Regions from separate parts of the Danio rerio genome. Here region 1 is linked to region 2. The links are chromatin contacts, called in public HiChIP or PLAC-seq maps. All regions are on one chromosome and are shown on one strand. The core of a region is the stretch at or near the end of the contact, and the rest is flanking DNA. Distances in the headings are between cores, read along the strand shown.

The links. HiChIP or PLAC-seq counts read pairs in DNA pulled down with a chosen protein or histone mark.
Region 1: an H3K4me3 HiChIP or PLAC-seq map of embryo shows a contact between it and region 2, with 8 times the contacts expected there. The contact joins the enhancer-like site here to the promoter of ebf1a in region 2. A contact is called at or near these places in 8 of 18 Hi-C or Micro-C datasets (caudal fin, embryo, fibroblasts and 1 more) and 2 of 4 datasets of contacts at active chromatin or transcription factors (caudal fin and embryo).

Annotation. Positions count from the first base shown.
Region 1 is chr14:39,733,000-39,738,108 of GRCz12tu, reverse strand. The region is part of intron 6 of ebf1a (EBF transcription factor 1a); the gene reads right to left. Among named protein-coding and RNA genes, the nearest start is that of ebf1a, 110 kb to the right of the region's middle. Within about 2 kb of position 1,663, at least 12 of the 62 cell types and tissues checked have an H3K27ac peak or open chromatin away from gene starts, as enhancers often do.
Region 2 is chr14:39,623,041-39,627,832 of GRCz12tu, reverse strand. ebf1a (EBF transcription factor 1a) reads right to left here and starts at 3,452. Exons shown (of 17, transcript NM_001423971.1): 1 at 2,728-3,452; 2 at 1,846-2,002; 3 at 1,026-1,089; 4 at 1-53. The coding sequence starts at 2,861. LOC141377560 (a long non-coding RNA gene) reads left to right here and starts at 3,639. Exons shown (of 3, transcript XR_012389897.1): 1 at 3,639-3,754.

The sequences.
Region 1 (5,109 bases), core at 414-2,913, 110 kb before region 2:
CTAAACATAATAGTTTTAATAACTCATTTTTAACTGGTTTATTTTATCTTTGCCATGATAACAGCACATATTTGACTATATATTTTTCAAGACACTTCTATACAGCTTAAAGTGACATTTAAAGGCTTAAAAAGGTTAATTAAGTTAACTAGGCAGGTTAGGGTAAATAGGGAAGTTATTGTTTAACAATTGTTTGTTCTGTAGACTATCGAAGAAATATATCATTTAAAGTGGCTAATAATTTTGACTTTAAAATGGGTTTAAACTATTAAAAAACACAAAATAAAACAAATAAGACTTTTTCCAGAAGAAAAAATATTATCCGACAGACTGTGAAAATTTCCTTGCTCTGTTAATTATAAATTGGGAAATATTTTAAAAGGAAAAAAATGGGGGGGTTAATAATTCTGACTTCAACTGTTTATGTGTTGTGTAATTTTTAGTCAATATAATGCAAACTTGTTTCAAAAAAAGAAATGACTTACATCAATGTTTTGAATATAAACATATTAACTTTATATGTGATACATGTATTATTATTATTATTATTATTATTATTAATTTTATTATTATTACTTAAATGTTTAGGACATAATACTAAGCAATGTATAATATTTTATTCTACAATATTATTAGTAATATTAAATTAAGTTTCATTTTCATTGAACATATTTTTTTTCAGTGTATTTGTATAATGCCTTTTTATAGTTCCAAAGCAACTTTTCAAAGCATAGTCGAATTCTCAAGTGAGCAAACCAAAGGCGACCAGGGAAAGGAAAAACTCCTGAAGATGAAGAAGAAACCCTGGGAGGAAACAAGACTCAGCTGGAGGCTGGTTTAAACAAATGTATAATTTAAAGAATAGGTGCATATGTAGATAAATGTCAATTTTAACAGATGTAATCTATTTGAGCGGAACGGAATTGAAAGTTCTTATACGGTGTAAGATAACAAATTAATTCATTTCTGAGGCATTTGTGGTATCTCGCTGAGTCCTGGTTAGTTTCGGAACCTGATCTATAATCTTTCCAAAAAATCTCTATTATCATATCCACATTTTGAGTTCACTCAAACTTTTGAAGCAGGAGAAGAAAAAAGGCGTGGGAACTCTACAGCGCATGTGAAAGTGATGTGTGTCAAGAGAAGAACAATAATCAGACGGATGTGTCTATCATCACAAGGTAGTCTCAGATCCTGCCTCCCCCACTGTTGGGCTGAACCCTGGGGAGGGTGTTAATTCAAACCACATGTTCGGCTTTCAGCTGCCACTCCACTACCTCGCTCGTCTGCTGGTGGAGCTCTGATTTTGGGGGACTCCTCTGCATCTCAGGGGTCTTGAAGTTTCACACAAAAATATATAAATCTTGTATTCCTGATAAAAATCTGTTTTGTGGTTGCAGGTCGTGCTTTGTGCCTCCAAACCCTCCCCTTTCTTCTCCTGTGCGTATGCTGGGGGGGAATGTTACCTGCATTCGGGGGCACAGGCCATGCATCACTGACACTTCATCTCAGCCTGACTGCCTTGTTTCCGTAGTGACCCCTTTCCCCTAGCTGCCGCACGGCATTATTTAAGGAGATTTATGAGCCGGTGTCCCGTGCCAGGAGCTACGGAGGCGGACGCCTTGGGGGCCGAGGCACAACAAGGGGGGCCCATTAATAACCCACAGCCAGGCCTTCGCTCCCAGTCTGGACTGTGGAGACTAGGGTTCCTCCACTTTTCCAGTGACCGTAGGCTAGCAGGCAGTATTCGGTACCTGAGTCCCACACACGGAGGTGGGGTAACGGATCTGGCAGGCTTGTGGGGCCCCTGCCGTGGAGCTCCGCAGAGCAGCCGCTTGTGATGGATGGGAGGAGGCAGATGCTATCTGAGCCCAGGCCATCTGTAAGAGCTCAGAGTAACAGTGGGGTCACTGACTGACAGTGCGGGAGAGAGAAAAAGGGGCAAGTCGGCCTAGTGTGTAGGATCACGTTAGGCACGTGTAGCGGGCGGAAGGTGCGAGAGGGCATGTTGGCATGCTAATGCTGTGTGAGAAAGTCAGGCCAGGTCTCTGTACTCACAAAGAGGGCGCCGTGTAGTTTGTCAAAGAGGACAGTCGGAGACACACACACACACACATTTCCTCATGTCACACATGCTCAGACAGGCTGCCAGTCGGAATCGGATGAAATAGGCAAGGATGACACCAAATTTGATGCGAAAGTGGTAAGAAAGTGTGCTCTGAGAGAGAGTATAGTGAAGTGTATAGTAAGTCGGTGTGGCTGCATGTGACATGAGCGTGTAGCTGTCAGCCGCTCCGCCGAGAGAGACTGGCAGGGAACACCTTCCATGTTAGCCCATGTCTATTTAAAAAGCAATGTTTTATTCAGCCACAACATCTCATTGCAATGAAAAATTTATCACTCCGCGCTTTCTGTCTAATCCTGTCCTGTGTCAGGTAATTCCACTCTGTTTTTCTTTAAATATTTCTCAGGACAAAGTGGAGGGGTGCTGGACTCATCATGACACATTGATGGAGATGGAAAGTGGGAGTCTCGGACTCCTGGATTTGCAGTGCAGTCCTCTAGTGGAAGCCCTTTTGTAGCTTGTTCAGACTGCACAATTTCAACCTGAGTTTGTTTGAGATAGAGTGTCATGGTGAATCCTAAACTCAAGAACCAGTCATTTTATCTCATTTATTATGTCAGAAAATATAGCATGATTAAGTGTTTGATGTGTGTCTTCGACAGCAGATTCTGTCACATCTGTGATGTTGACCAAAAGGACAACAGAATCACTGTACACAACACAAAACATAGCAAAACAAAAGAAAGTGTGGCAATAGTTCTATTTCATGGAGTTAAACACAAAAACACATATGCTTTATGATATATTACTATTATTATTATTATTATTAATAATAATAATAATAATAATAATTCCTTATATGTATATAGCGCTTTCCTGGACACTCAAAGTGTTTTACACAAGGGTGGAATTTCCTCATCCACCACCAGTGTGCAGTATCTACGTGGATTTTGCAATGGCAGCCATATTGTGCCAGACCACCACACCAAACACCAGCTAAATGCTGATTGGTGTAAAGAAGACAATTATGACATAGGGATGCTTAGGAGGCCACGATGAACAGAGGCCGGTGGGAAAATTCCTAACGACCACAGAGTCAGGACCTTGGTTTTACGTCTCCTCTAAAACACGGTGCTCATTGAGCAGTATAGAGTCCCCTTATACTGGGGCTTTAGGACCCAGACAGAATGCAGGTTGAGCACCCCCTGCTGGCCTCACTAACACTTGCAACAGCAACCTAGCTTTCCCATGTGGTCTCGCATCCAGGTACTGACTGGGCTCAGCCCTGCTTAGCTTCAGTGGATGACCATGTGAGATTTGTAGAGAGTTGCCGGCTCTCATTTTCTGATGACAAGATGCCAGTACAAAACACACGTTTCGGTAGCTAACGTTTTGTTTATACTCATGTAACAGATAATTCCACCTTCTCACTGCGATTATGCACAACATTTATGCAGAGTTCAGACTGCATGATTTTAGCCCTGATTTTGACTCGCCGACAAACTTTGAGAAATCGAAGACAAATGCCTGAAATCACAGGCAAACCAGGGCTTGTTCACGCGAGTAACAATCACACAGTGTGTACAATCAAAGATATGATCTGCGATTCAAATCCTGCCGTGTAAAATGTGTTCTGATTGAAAATAACATCAGCGATCACCTACAGCCAATGAGAGAGAGCAGCATCCACTAGTATGAGAAGCTGAAGGCCAGCGGGAGGATGGGAAGAAGTTCAAATGCTCATTTTCAGTCTATTTGGACCCAAGAAATAGAGGAAAAACTATTGAAAAATTAGCCCTTTTCACACATACAGACCTTTCCGGAAAATTACCGGCAATTTGTGTGATGTGTGAATGGTCTTTTCTGTAAAAAATCCGTAACGTCCTCGCCTGTGTGAACCACGCTTTTTTGAATATACCGGTAAAGTCGTTCCCGAAATTTTCCAGATATTTACCGGTATCACTGTGTGAAAGGGGCTATTGACAGGATCACCTATGTCTCTTTGGCGTATAATCTGAGCAAACCCACAACTGGTTCAAAAAAAAGTTGAGGAGAAAATGCTAATTAGTTAGGTTAGCAAAATAAGTACATTTTCTATCCCACTAAAGGCTTCTTTCTCATCATATAGTTTATAACAAAAGATATACTATATGACCTCGCATTGTTTTCATGTCACTTCTCGCGTGTGTTTGGTTGTGAGATGTAGTTTGGATAAAGTTGTCAAGATTCTTTCTGTTTTAAAGTCATCCAGTGTAAAACCCTTTGTCGCCAACCCATCTTGCAGTGTAAACAAGACAGCGACAAAACGCGAGCCCAGATAGTCATGCAGTGTAAAAAAATCCTGCAGTCTAAACTTAGCATTAGGAAAGCAAGCAATGACTGGTTGGGAACTCACAAAATTGTGTAGTTTGATTCCACCCCATACAATGAGTGCAGATTTGCTAGTTTCATTTCAGCGAGTGCTTCACTGTTGCCAAGTCCAAGTTGGTCTGTAAGATTGCACAACTGAAATCTACAGTACCAACAGCATGGTTTCCTGTAAAATGTAGTCTTGTGTAATTCTTGATCTGTGGCAATGGTAATAACTGAACAAAGTAACATTTTTGACTGAAAATCATCATCTATCTGATCTTTCCACATCACCAATCAAGCAACGATGGTGTACGATTTAAACCAAAACAAATGCGAACACACACTTTTTCTAGCTGCACAGTATGTAATCTCTGCATTGGCACAAGAGGCTGATACATTGTCTGTTAGCATATATAACTGCGGCCACATCCTGTCAGTTTTCTCTTTTTTTCTTTCGAGAAACCATCTAAACAAAAGTTAGATAAAGTTAGAACAACTGTCGACATTTTTACAGCTAGCTACTTAGAAAAACAGCACATTCAGTTTTAAGGCACATACATCTATCACCCTCATATGCACTAAGGTTTCTTCGTACCACAGTAACAATGCTATGGCAAAGCATTCGCTTCTGTATTTATGAACTGGTGTAGAACAATGTTTCTTCTAGTTAGCCACAGAGCTGAGAGTCGGAG
Region 2 (4,792 bases), core at 2,203-4,702:
TTTGGTCATGGAGTCAATCAGGCGTACATAAAAGTCCTGTTCTGTTCTGATGCCTGCACAGGAGAGAAAACAAAAGCTCTTTAGCATAAAATACAATGCAGGTCATTCGGATCTAAAATTGATCTGGCAGGTATATTTATCATTTACAATGAAATGAGTTTAATACTGGATGGATGCTTTAAATTTCTAGATTGTTCAACCCAACTTAAATTACAGAGTATTAAAGGATTATGAAAACAAAAATAAATAGATTTGGATGAAACTCAAACTTAAATTGAGCAATTATATATATACATACATTATATATACATACACAAAAACAAAAGTATGAAGAAAATGCATGAAATTAGGTCAGATGGAAATAACCAAAAAATTAAAACACAGGATGCATGATTTCAAGCAAAATAAATCCAAATGTCTAATTAAAAAGGTTTAGAAACACGGCAGACTGGCGCAACAAATTTCCAAACGCCTGGTTGTCATTTACCACATTAGCAGACATAGAAAAAAGTGTACTTTCATTATTGCCAGGCCATTAGCTTCCATCAAAAATGAAGTGCACGTTTCTGGAAAACGCGTAACCGGAAAAGTGCACTAATGGAGATCGTTTTGTGTTTCAATAATGTTTATAAAACGCTACAACATTGCTGCGCACTTTATAATCTTTTGCTTGAACAATTATAGTAATTACTATTATTATTAATGATTATATATATATATATATATATATATATATATATATATATATATATATATATATATATATATATATATATATATATAATTACTACTATTATTATTACTTATATTATTATTTTATTAGTAGTAGTAGTCGTTGTAGTTGTATCTAGGTCATTATATTCGTTTTAATTCTGTTTGATCTAGTTACGCAGTGAATTATTTATTTCTCTGTCACCCGTCCTTCTCGATGTCTTTTATTTTATTCAAATTGTGGTGCTGAAGTAAATCCCTGATGTGTTTATGCAAAGTTCAATAAGTCTAAGATTATGCGAATTCCGCCTTACCGTTGCTGTAAAGGAGCTGCAATCTGTAATGGATCCCATTGTTTGTCTTTTCTCCGGTAGATTCCTGCAAAAATAAATTTGTTGGTTAGCAAGAAAAACATATTTGACTATTTCTAACAAGCCCTGTAGGTCAGACCGGCTATTCCCATGCGGACCAAGAGGCCAAAAAATAAATAAATATAAATAAATAAATAAATAAATAACCGCTAACGCAAATTAGCCAGTCCGAACAACATCTGCAGTTCAAAATACATTAAATCTCAGATGGTAAACGAACAGATTAATACATCAACTTATTTAAAAAAAAACTAAGCTACCTTTGTGCCTTGAGTATAAGTACAGTCAGTAAATACACAGTATTATTAGCCACATCTTTTAATAAAATCAGCAGTAACTTCACTTGCTTAGATAATTTCTAACTGTTTACACAAATATTATTTGTGTGCAGTATTTTTATTAAAACATCATTTGATACTTTCATAATAATACATTTACTAATATAACATTTTAAAAAGGAAAATTCATCCTTATCACTGTAACTTATCTGAAAATTATACATTAGTAAATGTACAAAGTATTGAAGGGTAAAAAAGCTTCAGTGAAATTATAGCTTACTACTTGAACATGTAGCTAATAATGATAATAATCATAATAATAATAATAATAATAATAATAATAATAATAATAATAATAATAATAATGATAATAATAATGATAATTCTTTCGACTTAAGCCCAACATTAATAATTATCAGAGTTGATAAACCATTTTCACTCAAATTTGCAAAACCGATATGTGTAAAGGATAACGTTTGACTTGCCTTTTCTTTTTCAACAAATCCAACAAAAGATGTTCTTTCAATTTCCACGGGTTGTCCTTGTCTGTCGTATAGCGCTAATACGAAGTGGAAGAAGTTGGATTTACGAAGGTTTGAAGGAGGTTGCTTCTCAAAGTGTGCTCGAGCAAGACCCACTCCACTATAAACACACAGAAGAAAGACAGACAGAATGATGATGGATGTATTTATAATTAAAAGCAACAATTATAGCCTATTTTGTGATTTATTATAATTGTCTCAAAATATTAAAAATAAATAGGCTAATTTTAGTTCAAATGTGCAACGGGAAAGCCCTGAAATAGCACACGTGAATTGCTTTATTAGTTTAAGAAAACAACTTGAAATATAGCTTTGTGTTTTACACAATCACTTAAAAAGTTATGCTAGTCTTTAACAACATATATTCCATTTAACATACTATTGGCAATTGTGATAAATCATAAAGTAGCTTAATTGCTCTAAATCTATACTTGAACAAACAAGTAAGCTAGGCTACTGGTATTTATTTTCTTTAAAACTCCATATTTTAGGGCAAATAAATCAACGCACTGTTGCAAAGTCATTAAAAAGCAGCCGCTATTTTAAGGCTAAAATAATAATGTCAGAAGAAATATTTTTTAAATAGTTTAAATGTGACTTGCAACTCCATCGTTTCAATGTGTCGGTGCCGACGACACGCAGGAGGATGCTACGAACTTATCGCAGCAATAAATCAATCTCTTTGTCAGCTGGTTATTAATAAGCAGATATCGCGCACTGATTAGGATGATATACATGAGCGTTTTGTGTCGTCCCAGGATGATAAGCGCCCGATATCATTCCGTCGAGCTGTTGCCGTGGCGCTGCAGACCGCCGCCGGCTTACCTCTGAGCGGCTGTGTTCGCATCCAACACTCCGGCGCCCTGCATCCATGTCCGGACAGCGTTCATCCCGGCACCGATGGGCTCCTCTTTCATACTACTCCCGCTCCTTTGAATGCTGTCTTGAATCCCGAACATGAAAACAGACTCCTGTCACCGTCTCAGTCGCTGCTTGCTTCTTTTGATCGCTCCGTTAAAAAAAGACAAGGAGAGGAGTACGGGTGAGCAGGTGTCACCGCGTTTGTCTCTATTAGCGCTTCCTCTGTGAAACCGAAAATACACCGACGTGCCAAAAGAAACGCGAGATGTCAACATCCAGGTTTGGGAACACCGCACAACAATAAACAAACAAACAAACCAAAAACTGCAAGATTAAACCGGAGGTCCCTTCGGTCTAGCGCGCGGGGGAGAGAGAGAAAGAGGGAAAAAAGTCTAATGTCACTTTAAGAAACAATAGGATCAAGAACGGGCTTCGCTGAGGGTTAGATCAAATGTCATCATCCAGAGACTATTTTTTTTCTTTCTTTATTTTCTCCTCCTTTCCTTTCCTGTCTTTCTCCACAAAGAGTATTCTCTGATCAAATCACATGAATGAGCAATATGAAATCAACCACGAGAGGTGGACCCTTGTGGAGACAGCTCCCTCGCTGTTCCCCTTGTTCAAACGGGAGTGATTTGTGTCCTTTCCCAAAGGAATCCGATTTGACTGTCTCTGGGAACTAAACACAAGCAAACTAACCCCAAAGGGAGGAGGAGGTGGAGGAGGAGGGAGTGACTGCGCACGCAGGGCCGCCCCCCAAACATAAGTAAGCCGAACTACCATTAGCTGTCCACCCAACCACGAAGCCCGTCGCCTAATTAGATATCACAGCCCGCCCTGCCCACTTAGCGAGCTGCGTGTTTAGAGGGGAAACCAGAAAGAAGTTATGCGCGCGTTAAATGTCACGCGGGGAGCTGCAGTCCGGAGCGCGCCGCGCGAGTCGAGCCAAGCTGATGTGGTTCGCATGAACGCAGAGTTGTCTTTTAATATTGTAAGTTTGTTTAAGAAACAGCACAGTGGGTTTGTTTAAATAGGGATGAGCTAGTGTTAGGGTTGTTCAGCAACTCTCTCAAGAGTTGGATGTTTTATAAAAACATTTCTGAGGGAGTTTTCGCCGCGCGCGTTGCGTTGAGGTTTGGCGCCCCTGGCAGATTTATCAGCTTTTCCAAAAGCCCTTAAAACACTGCATTATTGCTTAAAGAGAATATGATAGCTATGTCAGTATTTTTATTTCATAAATTATCAATAATGACATGTCAAACAGACCTCTGTTGCTATGGTTACCTGCTAGACGAGCGCGATGTGTGTTCTTGAGAGTTTATATTCAGGTAAAATAAATGAATTGAGAACTTTTGTAAGCTGGTAGGCTTTAATATAGCCAACCAAAACGTGGTCACACTAGGATATTCTGCTTTCTTTAAAACATCATTGTCGATTTTTTATTAGGCTAATACCATAATGTAGTATAAAGTATTATAAAGTATGAAGTATTTCATTAATGTGCGTATGAGAGACATAAACCCGAGAAATACTATGTTTGACAACCAATGTGACTAAATTTATAATTAGTGTCATAAACATTTCCAAAGAGACGTCTTAGTGCATTGCACCAACATTGAGGTTTGTTTTTTATTATTTCAGTTATCAGTAAAAAATAAACTATAAAATCCTTACTGACAAAATTATTTAATGCTTTTTAAAATTGCCTACTTTTTTATTAGTATAGATAAAGGAGCAGAATGCAGATATTATAATCCATATAACACCGCAGCGACAATAGGCTAAACGCATCAAACAAAACCGGATCATTCAGACCTAATGTTTAAACAGCATGCTTAGTCAAAAACAATATAAAACGACTACACAAAATACAATATAAGCGCAAAACAGTGTAAATAGCAGCACTTTTTTCCTCTTTTAAACAAAATCATTTTTATTAATATTTGAAATATGCTTTATTATATTTCAGAAATGTTCAAAATGAGCTTGCTCCGGATATGGATATTGCACCAGAGCTAAATGAATTGCA